Regions from separate parts of the Mus musculus genome. Here regions 2 and 3 are each linked to region 1. The links are chromatin contacts, called in public ChIA-PET and HiChIP or PLAC-seq maps. All regions are on one chromosome and are shown on one strand. The core of a region is the stretch at or near the end of the contact, and the rest is flanking DNA. Distances in the headings are between cores, read along the strand shown.

Evidence for each region. ChIA-PET counts read pairs in DNA pulled down with a chosen protein or histone mark. HiChIP or PLAC-seq counts read pairs in DNA pulled down with a chosen protein or histone mark.
Region 2: a contact with region 1 is called in an RNA polymerase II ChIA-PET map of memory CD8 T cells, with 36 read pairs. The contact joins two enhancer-like sites. A contact is called at or near these places in 1 of 115 datasets of contacts at active chromatin or transcription factors (memory CD8 T cells) and 2 of 9 other capture datasets (adipose tissue and pancreatic islet).
Region 3: a BATF HiChIP or PLAC-seq map of CD8 T cells shows a contact between it and region 1, with 7 read pairs. The contact joins two enhancer-like sites. A contact is called at or near these places in 1 of 484 Hi-C or Micro-C datasets (the G1E-ER4 cell line), 6 of 115 datasets of contacts at active chromatin or transcription factors (CD8 T cells, bone marrow-derived macrophages, effector CD8 T cells and 3 more) and 1 of 9 other capture datasets (embryonic stem cells).

Annotation. Positions count from the first base shown.
Region 1 is chr10:17,986,984-17,990,676 of GRCm38.p6, forward strand. No RefSeq gene overlaps it. Among named protein-coding and RNA genes, the nearest start is that of Abracl, 34 kb to the right of the region's middle. Within about 2 kb of position 2,323, at least 76 of the 459 cell types and tissues checked have an H3K27ac peak or open chromatin away from gene starts, as enhancers often do. A contact at or near this core is called in CD8 T cells, effector CD8 T cells and memory CD8 T cells, where this site is marked.
Region 2 is chr10:18,140,621-18,144,325 of GRCm38.p6, forward strand. Ect2l (epithelial cell transforming sequence 2 oncogene-like) reads right to left here. Exons shown (of 22, transcript NM_001370991.1): 15 at 2,273-2,487; 16 at 1,208-1,355. Among named protein-coding and RNA genes, the nearest start is that of Ect2l, 68 kb to the right of the region's middle. Within about 2 kb of position 1,806, at least 29 of the 459 cell types and tissues checked have an H3K27ac peak or open chromatin away from gene starts, as enhancers often do. A contact at or near this core is called in memory CD8 T cells, where this site is marked.
Region 3 is chr10:18,191,564-18,194,961 of GRCm38.p6, forward strand. All of the region lies in intron 3 of Ect2l (epithelial cell transforming sequence 2 oncogene-like), which reads right to left. Among named protein-coding and RNA genes, the nearest start is that of Ect2l, 18 kb to the right of the region's middle. Within about 2 kb of position 1,843, at least 44 of the 459 cell types and tissues checked have an H3K27ac peak or open chromatin away from gene starts, as enhancers often do. A contact at or near this core is called in CD8 T cells, effector CD8 T cells and memory CD8 T cells, where this site is marked.

The sequences.
Region 1 (3,693 bases), core at 1,073-3,572:
GTTACAGGAGGATTAAACCAGAGAAGGAGGGAAGGGGTTAAAGGAGGGGGTACAGGAAAGGACAGCTAACACTAAGAGCCACTTGAGGGGTCACATGTAAACCTACTACAGTAGAAGCTGAAAATATACACATATATTTAAGAAGTCTGAATAAAATCACCGAATAATTTATGTACTCTGGGTTTGTTGTTGTTGTTGTTGTTGGGGTTTTTTTTGTTGTTGTTTGTTTTTTTTCAAGACAGGGTTTCTCTGTAGTCTTGGTTGTCCTGGAACTCACTCTGTAGAGTTCTGGGATTAAAGTGCTGGGATTAAAGGCATGAGCCACCATGCCAGGCAAGATTTATTTATTTATTTATTTATTTATTTATTTATTTATTTATTTATTATATGTAAGTATACTGTAGCTGTCCTCAGATACTCCAGAAGAGGGCATCAGATTTCGTTACAGATGGTTTGTGAGCCAACATGGTTGCTGGGATTTGAACTCGGGACCTTCGGGAGAGCAGTCGGCGCTCTTAACCACTGAGCCATCTCTAGTCTCTCAGTTCCCAAATCCCATACACACTGGTAGCCAGCATCTTTACAGAATATCCACATCTGACATCCACTTTCACCTTATAGTAAAAGGCAAACCTTTACCTACCCGAATTTCACATTACATTTTATTCTTGATATAAATCATGTAACACATGAACTTTGTGAGTGAATTAATTAACTTTATCAGTTTATATCACACCATGTATATTAATTATAACCCAAACTGTAATTTCATAGCTGGTATAATTATGAGTGGATCCTGTAGCTTTGTTGATCCCAAAATAAAACTGCATCACAATTTAAAATCGTACAAATTTAATCTTCACACAAACACACACACATGCAAATTAGTCTGCAAAATAGGAGAGCACAAACCAAAATGTTAGGAACCTGGTTCACAACGTTACCACACTGTTTATAAACCAAGGAAATGGTTTGACCTTTTTCATGATTGGTTCTCGCACATTAGAACTCTTTGAGACCAACTGACTTGTTAAAGCTGATTTGTCTTCGACCCTTTTGGTTTAATCTCATAAAATCGCTCTGACAAGGACACAGAATGTCTGCTTTGTGTTTTGCTCATGGGTAGAGATTATATTGGGGGGAAAGCAGGATGACTTGAGTTTTGGGGTATGTGGCTATGGGCTGTATAAGTGAACAGCCTTGGGATATATCACAGATGTGGCTTCCTCTGTATTTAGCTCCTCCCTCGCCTCAGTGCTAGAGAGACCCAGTGTTTTGGGTGTGTTACATAAGTGTTCTACCACAGAACTGTGTCCTCTCACAATTTTTGCTTTTTACATTCATGTGTGCATATATGTGCACATCCTGCAGCTCGCACATGAAGGTCAGATGACAACCTTCAGGAGTCAGTTCTCTCCATCCACCCTGTGGGTCCCGGGATCGAACTCTGGTTGCCCTTCCTCTGGGCAAGCACCTTTGCCTGCTGAGCTATTTTGCCAGCCTTAGTGTGGTATGCATGTTGGGGTCCAGCTGTGGTTCCTCCATTTCCTCGCTCTCAGCGTGTCCAGACACGGCTTCACACCAGGCTGGAAGGATTAAATGGAGTTCAGAATGGGCTCTGCAGGTCCACTGAGAGTGAGTACAGGGAGCTGGGCTTCTCCAAGGATCTCAGTGTTACAGCTAGCTCGTTTAGACAAAGGCCTTCTCCACCCATCTAAGAAGAAACAGCTAAGATGATCTCAGCTCATGCATATACCTTTATTCAAGGTGAGCTTGTACACGTACAGTTATTTGGGGTAAGCCAGGGCTATATTTATGAACCTCAGAGAGTGAGAAAGGTTCTTCTTAGGGTGAAGTTTCATCGGCTGAGGCTGGGGAATACCTTTACATGGAGAGGCATTCCAAGAAGTTGAACCTGTAATTTCACCAAGGATGATGTGACATTCCTCAGGTTAAGTGTGGGTTGGGCTCCCCAGATCAGATGGAGAAGAAGAAGTCCCACTAAGAAAAGGGAGTGTTCTGTCTTGCATTGACTCAGGAAACCTGTCTGGACATGGTAGGACACAACCTTATTAGCAAGGTGCAACAACCTAGTATCTATTTTAAGATTCTTTCTTTAATTTCTAAAAACCCTGGCATGTATACTAATTTAAAGAAGACTAATCTTGAGAACTCCCTTCCTTAACTTGGTTGGGCACTTCCTTTTAACTAGCATATAAGTTACTCAATTAAGATGTACCCGCAAAAACGTACACTGTGCCAAGAAAGGGGCAGAAAATACATAAAGAAACTGAAAGCATTTGCCTTGACACAAATAACACGAACCTGCCACTGGTCAGGTTGGGTCAGAAAGGACTTCCCCTTCAGTGCCTGGTGGGACTTGGTTACCCTCCTGCCTTCCAGAGCCATCAACAGCACACCCTCCCCGCTAGCACAGTCCCTGAGGTCAGTCCCTGCATGGTCCTCTCTGGGAACAAGAACCTCGGAAGATTACGGGAAATACATGCAAACAGTGAGAGGAAGAAGTTCAGTGAAGTGCTCAGAAAGCTGAAAGGAGCAAGAAGGAGAAAGGAGAGAATTAACCTCATGCCAAATATTCCTCCCAATTTACCTTCTTTGTGAAGAGAAGAGATCGGCAAGGGGGGGGGGGGGTTAGAAAAGGAGGGGGAGTGGCTCCCCCCCCCTGCCTCCCATGCCCTCTTCCAGCCAGCACCTCACTGGCCCTGCCCAGCTTCTCAGCCTAGGAGTAGGGAGGCTGAGAAGACCTGCTCTCTCTGTCTTGCTGGTGACACAGTCCTGAAGCCAGGATGACAGGAAGACGGGGTAAATGGAGAAAATGAGAAAGAGAGAGAGGAGAGAGGGGCGGGGGCAGGACGAGGTAAGGCAAGGAATAGGAAGGGAAAGCAAAGGAAAAGAAGGAAGAAGGAAATGAAAGGTGGAAACAGGAGAAAGGAAGGAAGGAAGGAAGGAAGGAAGGAAGGAAGGAAGGAAGGAAGGAAGGAAGGAAGGAAGGAAGGAGTAGCAAACTGGTAGCGAAGAGAGGGAAATATGACTGCGAATCGCTGGGAAATGGCACCTTTCTCCTCCAAACCCTGTGGAAACCACTAGGTAACTCCACTCACGTACCTGGCAGCCTGCATCATCCTGGCTATGAGGATGACAGAAAGAAAGCCCTTAAGGCCCAAGCGGCAGACACTGGGTCATAGCCCTGGCCAGATGACAGTTACGAGCTATGTCAGAATATACAATTAGCTCAGAGGACAGTGCTCATGGCATAGAAGGGAAGCCACCAGAGGTGTGGCTCCTGTGAATTGGGAAACAATACCAAAACTACCATTACTTTCCTCCTGTCGGGGGTTTGTCCTGAATAACCCTGCCCCAACACTACCAGATCTCTGGTCAGTTTTTATTTTAAGAAAATCGAGACATCTTTTGTTTGTTTGGTTGGCTGGCTGGCTGGTTGGTTGGTTTTTGGTTTTCAAGACGGGGTTTCTCTCAGCCCTGGCTGTCCTAGAACGTGCTCCGCAGATCAGGCGGGCCCCAAATTTCCAGAGATCCACCTGCCTCTGCCTCTGCCTCCCTAGTGCTGGGACTAAAGGTAATCATCACCACTGTCTACCCAGAAATCTTTTTTTTTTAAGTATTGCAACTTCGATTTCTATTTTCGTTTTAAGAAGTAAACCAAGAATTCGA
Region 2 (3,705 bases), core at 556-3,055, 150 kb after region 1:
GTGACACTGTCATAAAGCCTTGTGTTCCACCAGCAGCAAGGGACGATCTACAGAGTAGTCAAAGTAAGAAGGTAACATCTCCCTCCGTCTAATCTAAGTTTCAATACTATTCATGTGTTCTAAAATATTAACTCTTGTATTTTAATTATACCACAGATCTAACCATATCCATTAACTTAATCAATAGAGGGAAGTAGTTAGAGATTTATAATTAAGGTGGGGTTGGATTAGAGCTAGAATAAATCGAGTAGATGACCTTGTGGGGTTACCTAACTTTCTCATCTGGAAAACGGGTAGAAGACTAAGCTCACAGTGTGGGACAGAGTCCTACCCAGACATTGCCTGCCATGCAACAAACCTGGTCATTTCTGTAAGACTTTGACTATCGTTGATAGTCACCTGTAATGCTTCAGTCATTCATGTTTTTCAGAGTGACATTCCAAAAGTGTTCCACTCTATTTAATATCCATTTCAATTGTACTCCATCATCATCACTGGTGTACCTACTCGAAATCATGTGCTACTACTCGGTATGTACATGTCTAAAACATGTCAATGTTGCTAATGTCTGAGTCAAAGATTTACTGATCTCACGCTCCAAGAACATTTCAGAGCAAGGCCATTTATACCTGTAAACAATTAAGGGCTTAAGAAGATTCTTGGTGTTGATAATAATAATAGCTGCCACAGCTAAATGTACTGAAGAGCTGACTGCTCTCACTTTGCTAATGAAGTAGGTAGCGGTATTTACCGTAGCTATAATACGTTTGCCACCAGTTTGTTTCTGGTAATACTGTTTTCTCTAATTCTTGTCCTCAAGGTCAAGTGTCTTAATCAAGTTGTCCATCGAGCCGAGCTTGTGTGCCCTGGTATTGTAGTGGCAGAGAGGATTCTGAGCTCACAATCATGCTTCAGCTTATGTTTTCAATGCCCTGTCACTGTGACATGACATGACACTGTGACCCACCTGGCTAGGGTCCATGAAAACTTGGCAGTGGGTAGCTGGAGCACAACTACTGGTTCCTGAGCACTGCTGTGTGTCCACCACTGTATTAGCCCCTACTTCAAGGTCCCTGTTCTCAAGAAACTCAAAGTCCAGGGGGGTGGGAGTGGGGGGAGGATGGGGGAGAGCTGAAAAGCAGTCCTTCCCACTTATCTCAGGCCTTTGGGTTATACAGGATTAGGTGGAAATAGTGCAACCACTTACCTTTTCGATGGTTTTCAGAACAACTGGATAATTGTTGAAGAAATTGGTATATATGTTCAGCTGGCTTCCAAACTTTATGAATATTTCTCCCACACAGTGAGCTGGGCTCCATTCCTGTAGTCTGTCTCGTAGGTTATCTAGAAACTCTCTACAATATGAGAAGTTTGTATCTTGAAATAGGGGCCTGTTGAAAGTCTCCCAAACTTAAGCCATGAATTCATTAGTGTAGGCTTTTCTGCTTAGTCTTTTGTGGTAGGGCTTTCTTTTGACCCATTGACCACAGAACAGTGTGCATTTGATAGGATGGGATCTGGGCAGAATGAGGGAAGAGGTTGGCTGTCCAGGATCCCATCTTTTACCTTAACTCCTTGGGTCCTAATCCAGCTTCCGACCCTCGGAGAGCCAGGGCCATGGACATTCTCACAGTCTTCTGAGGAGAATGGCACTTTTTAAAGCTTCAAGGCCAAGAACCATAGCTTACATACAGCCCACACACTCAACAGATCCAAGGTGACCTTCTTAGCTACTCTAGGTCATAAAAACTGAGAGATGTTCCATCAGCCTTCTCACTGAGTCACAGCGGGGGCCCAGGAAGTGGCAAACTATCTCTCCAGATCTGCGGAAATTGACTGTGACTAGCTCTGGGCTCATCTCACTCACGATAGGTAGACACTGTTGTTTTTCTTAATCTCTCAACAGATGTAGAAAACCCACGATGGAAAAGCAGAGTAGCCATCGAATCCTTTTGCTCCTGGCCCATTCAATTAGACATTATTGACTCTTGCCCACGGACTTTCATGGGAGCGGTTTATTGCTTACTGAATGCTGAGGCATCGATTATTTTTCTTTCACATACTGTAACCTGGGGCTGGAGTGGCACTGGAAGCCATCTGCTGGCTGTAGCTGTCAGAGGACATGCAAAGGAGCCTCTCTGCTCTTTCAGGTGAAGGGATCCCCAAGAAGATAGAGAGCTGCTGGACCATAGTGGAGCTTTGGAAACAAAGTTTGCTCTTCCCTCATCTAGGGGAGTACTGTTTTGTTAAAGACGCCATCTTTAGGGCTTACCTGTTGAGGTTTAAGATGTGCAGAATGTCAGAAAAAATGATGTGGATATTGGCAGCACTCAGAATGGCTCTGTTTGAGGAGAGCGCTGCCCTCAGGGGCTTGGCGTACACGTCCTGCACAATTCGCAGCATCTGCACGTACCGTCTCTCGCTCTGCACAAGCTCCCTCACAACTTGGGCTCGTGTCTCTACTGAGTTCATCTGGAGCTTCCTCTCCTGCAGAAACATCAAGGATTCATGAGAAATTTAATGACTGGGGCCCTCAGCAAAGGACAACGTGTTTAAGGAGGTGGAAGAGACCCAAAAAAGGGATTGTCCTAAGGGAAGATGGCTGGTTCCTAGTGATCATTTGTTTGGAGCATAAGAAGCCATGTCCTAAGGCCAAAATGAGCCCTGGACCCAGCCTAGGTATGATGGGGCTATAAAGATCTCTATGTGTGAGCTCAAGGCTGCAGAGCTCACACTTTCTTCTCTCTCTCCTTAGGTAAGCCACTTAGTTTTTCTCATTCAGGTGTTCATGTGTAAAACTGTGGATACTAACATCAACTTTGGAGTCTTAGGAAAAGGAAGGAAAACAACTATGAAGCCAAAATTGTGCTTGCATGTTGTACCTTTCAGCATCCCGCTCTGAAAGCTTCAGCTCAGAGCAGAGCACATTGCATCGATTGACTACAGTCAGCTTTCAGAGCTGGACTGTGAGTGGGTGTGCCAATTAAAAACTGCAGACCTATCCTGGCCCACAACTCAAATAGAAGCCCCCTGCTCTACCAGAAGCCACTGCAGTATCCAGAACCCCAGGTCAGATCCTGCCCACAGACATGCAACACTTCCTCAGACCCCACTCAGCTTTCCTCCAACAGTATCCCCTCCCCCCATCTCCTGGCCAACATCTATGGTACCTCAAGTAAGACTCCCCACCAGCCACCAGCCACACTTCTCAGAGCCCAGTTTTTCCCCAACAGCCCCTCTGCCCTTTGTCACCACATCCTGGCCTAGTCTTATTGCAACTTGGTATGCTGCCTTTGGTCCCTGGGAGGCCTGCCCTTTTCTGAAGGGAAGTGGACGAGTGGGTCTGGGGGAGAGGGGATGGAGGGGAGAGAGTAGACAGAGAAGAGGAAAGGGATGGTGTGGTCAGTATTGGCCCATGGGAGAAGACATTTTTAAAACCCTGCAAACCTTCGTGAGTATGTGTCCTTTCTTTAAATGATGACCTGTCATGGAAAATCGTGGGGTCATGTCCATGTTGGTGTTCTCCCCGTCTTCATCATTTAAATCAACTTCTTTTGAGTCCACATCATAGTTACCAGGAAAAAAAAATCTACCAACTGGATCTCCCTTTAATACGTTTACATAGTTGGTGGGTTGTTCCTTTCTTTAAGGGATGTTTTCAAGGAAACAAAGAACTAACCAGGGTAAACAATGACGCTTCCATGT
Region 3 (3,398 bases), core at 593-3,092, 200 kb after region 1:
GAAGGCAATACTAAAGGCAGAGAAAGAGAGAAACCAAACTCCAGCTTTACTACTGGAACCAGGCTTCAACTGCAACCAGATCTATCCCTGGAATTTTCAGTGATGCGGGAATAAAGTCTCCTTAATTATTCCAATCAAGTTTAGGGCCATCTACATAATGAAGTATATTCTAAAAACCAACAAGTAACCTCAACACTGTGGGATGCAAAAGGCACTTACAAAGCCAGGGCAGCAGTGTAGCCAGCGTTCACGCCTCCAGGAAGGAAGAGATCAGCAGGCAGAAGGGGCCTTGGGGCCCCGCAGAGCCTTCTACTGTGTGTTGTCCTTGGCTGTGCACCAGATCACCTGGGGAACTTGGTGACAACCGTTTCCTCAACGCTATTCCAGGCTGCTTGAGCCAAAGTGGCTATCAAGGCTCACGATCTGTGCTTTACAAACTTCAGTCTGATGGGACACACTTGTTCAGTGTTTGCGGACCTGACTCCCATGGACGAAGCAGCAGCCATTAGGGCAGATTCTGCTGCTGCTGCTGTCAAGTTAGAAGCACAGAATAAGCACGTGGTCGTTTTAGGAAAGCTCGTAGCTCTGATGAACTCCTTGGACAACGTGTGTGGGTCTGATGGGCTCTTTCACATCTGTGTGACTGCTAAATGCTTTTTGCCTCATTCTGGAGAGCTCAGATGACCCAAGACAACTTAGACTCCCTAATCAGGGCAGCTTCAAAACTTAGGACTCGATGATGTCATCACGGGGCCAGGATTCCTACATTTCAACTTTGTCATCCTCAACCTGTGCTCCTCCGTCTTGTCCCCTGAAATGTTTTCCCCAAGGACTAATTTGAGCAATAAATCTTCACACAACAGAGACCATGGGGTGGGAGAGGGCCCATGCACATCCTTACGCTCCTGCTAAAGTATAAGATGGGGGGGGGGAAGCACCCCGAGAAACTCTGCAGACATTGCTAACATCTCTTGGGCAGAATTACTGTCAAAAGGGCCTCTCTTCCACCAAACACTCTCAGGAATGAATTCAATCCAATCCTGAGATGCCTTCAACCTTCAGGCCCCTGGGTGTGCAGTAATCAGCAATACTCGGGCATTTAATACCAGAGTGGGATTGTGGGCAGAGAAAAGAGAAACAACAGAATGGCTCTGGTGGGAAGGTAATGAAGTATGTAAAGCCTCGGTGGAAATGGAGAAGAGACAAGGGACGATTTCCGTAGCAGAATTTTCCCTGTCCTATCACTGTATATATTAGTACAACAAGAAGCCTGTGATTGGACATGGAAAAGAGACATAAGAGTTGCAGAGACAGAGAAGGAGGAGACAGGTAGAGGAAGGAAGGAAGATGGAGCAGGAGGAAGACGATCCAGATTCTGTGTGGCTTTAAGTAGCCACAGGTAGCTGTGACTATAAGAGGAGGATAGAATAACTGGGGTAATTTGTCTAATCTAGGTGGACCGCTTGTATCATTAATTGTCTCTGAAATTACTGTGTGGGCATCTTGTGAATTGAGAATGTATTGATATATAAATCTGACTGATTCATTATAAGATTCTAGAGTTTTGATTTACTGGGTTACTGGAATTTGGGACCATCAGCCACAGGGGTTTATGGCTGAGAAGGTACAGGAGGCTAGGAGGCTGGCAAACTGAAGAAGGGAAGACTGCCTAGCTAGAGGCGGCTCGAGACCACAGGGCGGAGAGTAGCTGGGTGTAGCTCGGGAACTTGCCATTCTTTTAAATATTTCCCACAACAGTTTCCTGCCTTCCACATCAATCACACTCTCCTGTACACTGGAGATGTACTGCGGCTAGCTCTCGACATAAGAGCAGTTTAGACAAACAAGGTACCGTAGGTGATAACATCACGTGTGTGGTGGTTCTACGTGATTCAGGGAGACTTTAAACACAATAGAACTGAGCCACTGAGAATGTAGGGACTGAGAACTTCCATGCAAGACTTGCTTAACACGTCCACTGGTCTCCACCTCTCCCCCTACACGACAGCTTCAGGAGTCTGGTTTCCCCTTTGCTTTTAAACTTAACCATTTCTTGTTTGGGAGGAGCCTAGAGAGATGGCTCAGTGGTTAAGGGCTCTGAGTGCTTTTACAAAGGGACAGGCTCTGTTCCCAGCACCTACGTGGTGACTCACAAATGCCTGTAACTCCAGTCCCAGAAGATTCAATACCCTCTTGGGACCTCTGAAGGCAATACACATTTGTAGTACACAAACATATATGCAGGTAAACATACCCATATATATATAAAATAAATATAGATAAATAAACTTGCAGGTTTTTTAATAGCTTCATCAATCCCTACAAAACGTCTCAGCCGTGAATGAGGATATTTTATGATTGCTCTAATGGTGTAGAGCGTTGGCGGATGCTCAGAACATGGTCCTTAGTGGGAAGGAAGAGACAAAATGACCCAAACTTCCAGACTCTCTGCCTGTCCAGATACAATAGTTGGCAGTACAGAGGTACGCCTTGTCTCTGAACACTGCCTGCTCCTTTTCTGACAAAGTTCTACCTTCTCAGCTCCCGAGCCTTCTCCTTTGTCCATCTGGGTGGGCTCCTTGGTAGAATCTAGTCTTAGCAAAGAACATTGCTAAGTCATTTCAGAACAAATCCCAACGCTTGATACTTGATCACCCTGGAAATCTGATCGGGTTCCTGATCCTTCGGTGTTTGGAGGAAGAGGGGAGGGAAGGTGTCTGATCTTCTGCCTGTCTCCAGCAGGAGCCTGCTAGCTTCGTTTAGACAGAATCCCCTCGCCTCATGGTGATTTCCAGCCACTCTGCTCTGTCCTTGGCTAGAATTTTTACCTTGCCCATGTCTTCAGTTCAAGTCGCATCCTTCCCTGGTGACAAAGCCCACAGCAGTGATGGCGCTAGCAAGGTCCTGAAGAGTCTGTTCTCGTTCTGCTTTGGTGTTATACCATCCCTGGGCGATGCTTGTTCTTAAAACAACGTCCCATTGCCACGTGCAAATGCTCTCCTTTAAAATGAGTTTCCAAACTCAAGGAGATGCTGCTGCGCTGGGCTCTAATTGAAGCTGGAAGTATGTTGTCTCTGAAAAACTTCACAGCCAGGTTTCTTGACAGACTACACCAAGTGAGATTTCCTCACCCAACGGCTTGCAGGGGCCACACGGAAAGAGTAAGTGAGTGGATTAGAGAGGACATGGGTGTTCTTAGTATACAGGGATGCGTGCGTTGTCCTGCCCCTGCCCACCCCCACGTCCATTCTGCTCTGGTGAAGACGGGTGACCAGACGTAAGATCTCTTGGGTTACTCGTGACCTTCCTTCTTTCTTCTGTCCCTCCCCTCCCCCACCGCCCGAAAACGCAGTTGCATGAATGTTGCCACACCCACCCAAGAAGGCTACAAGTTTAAA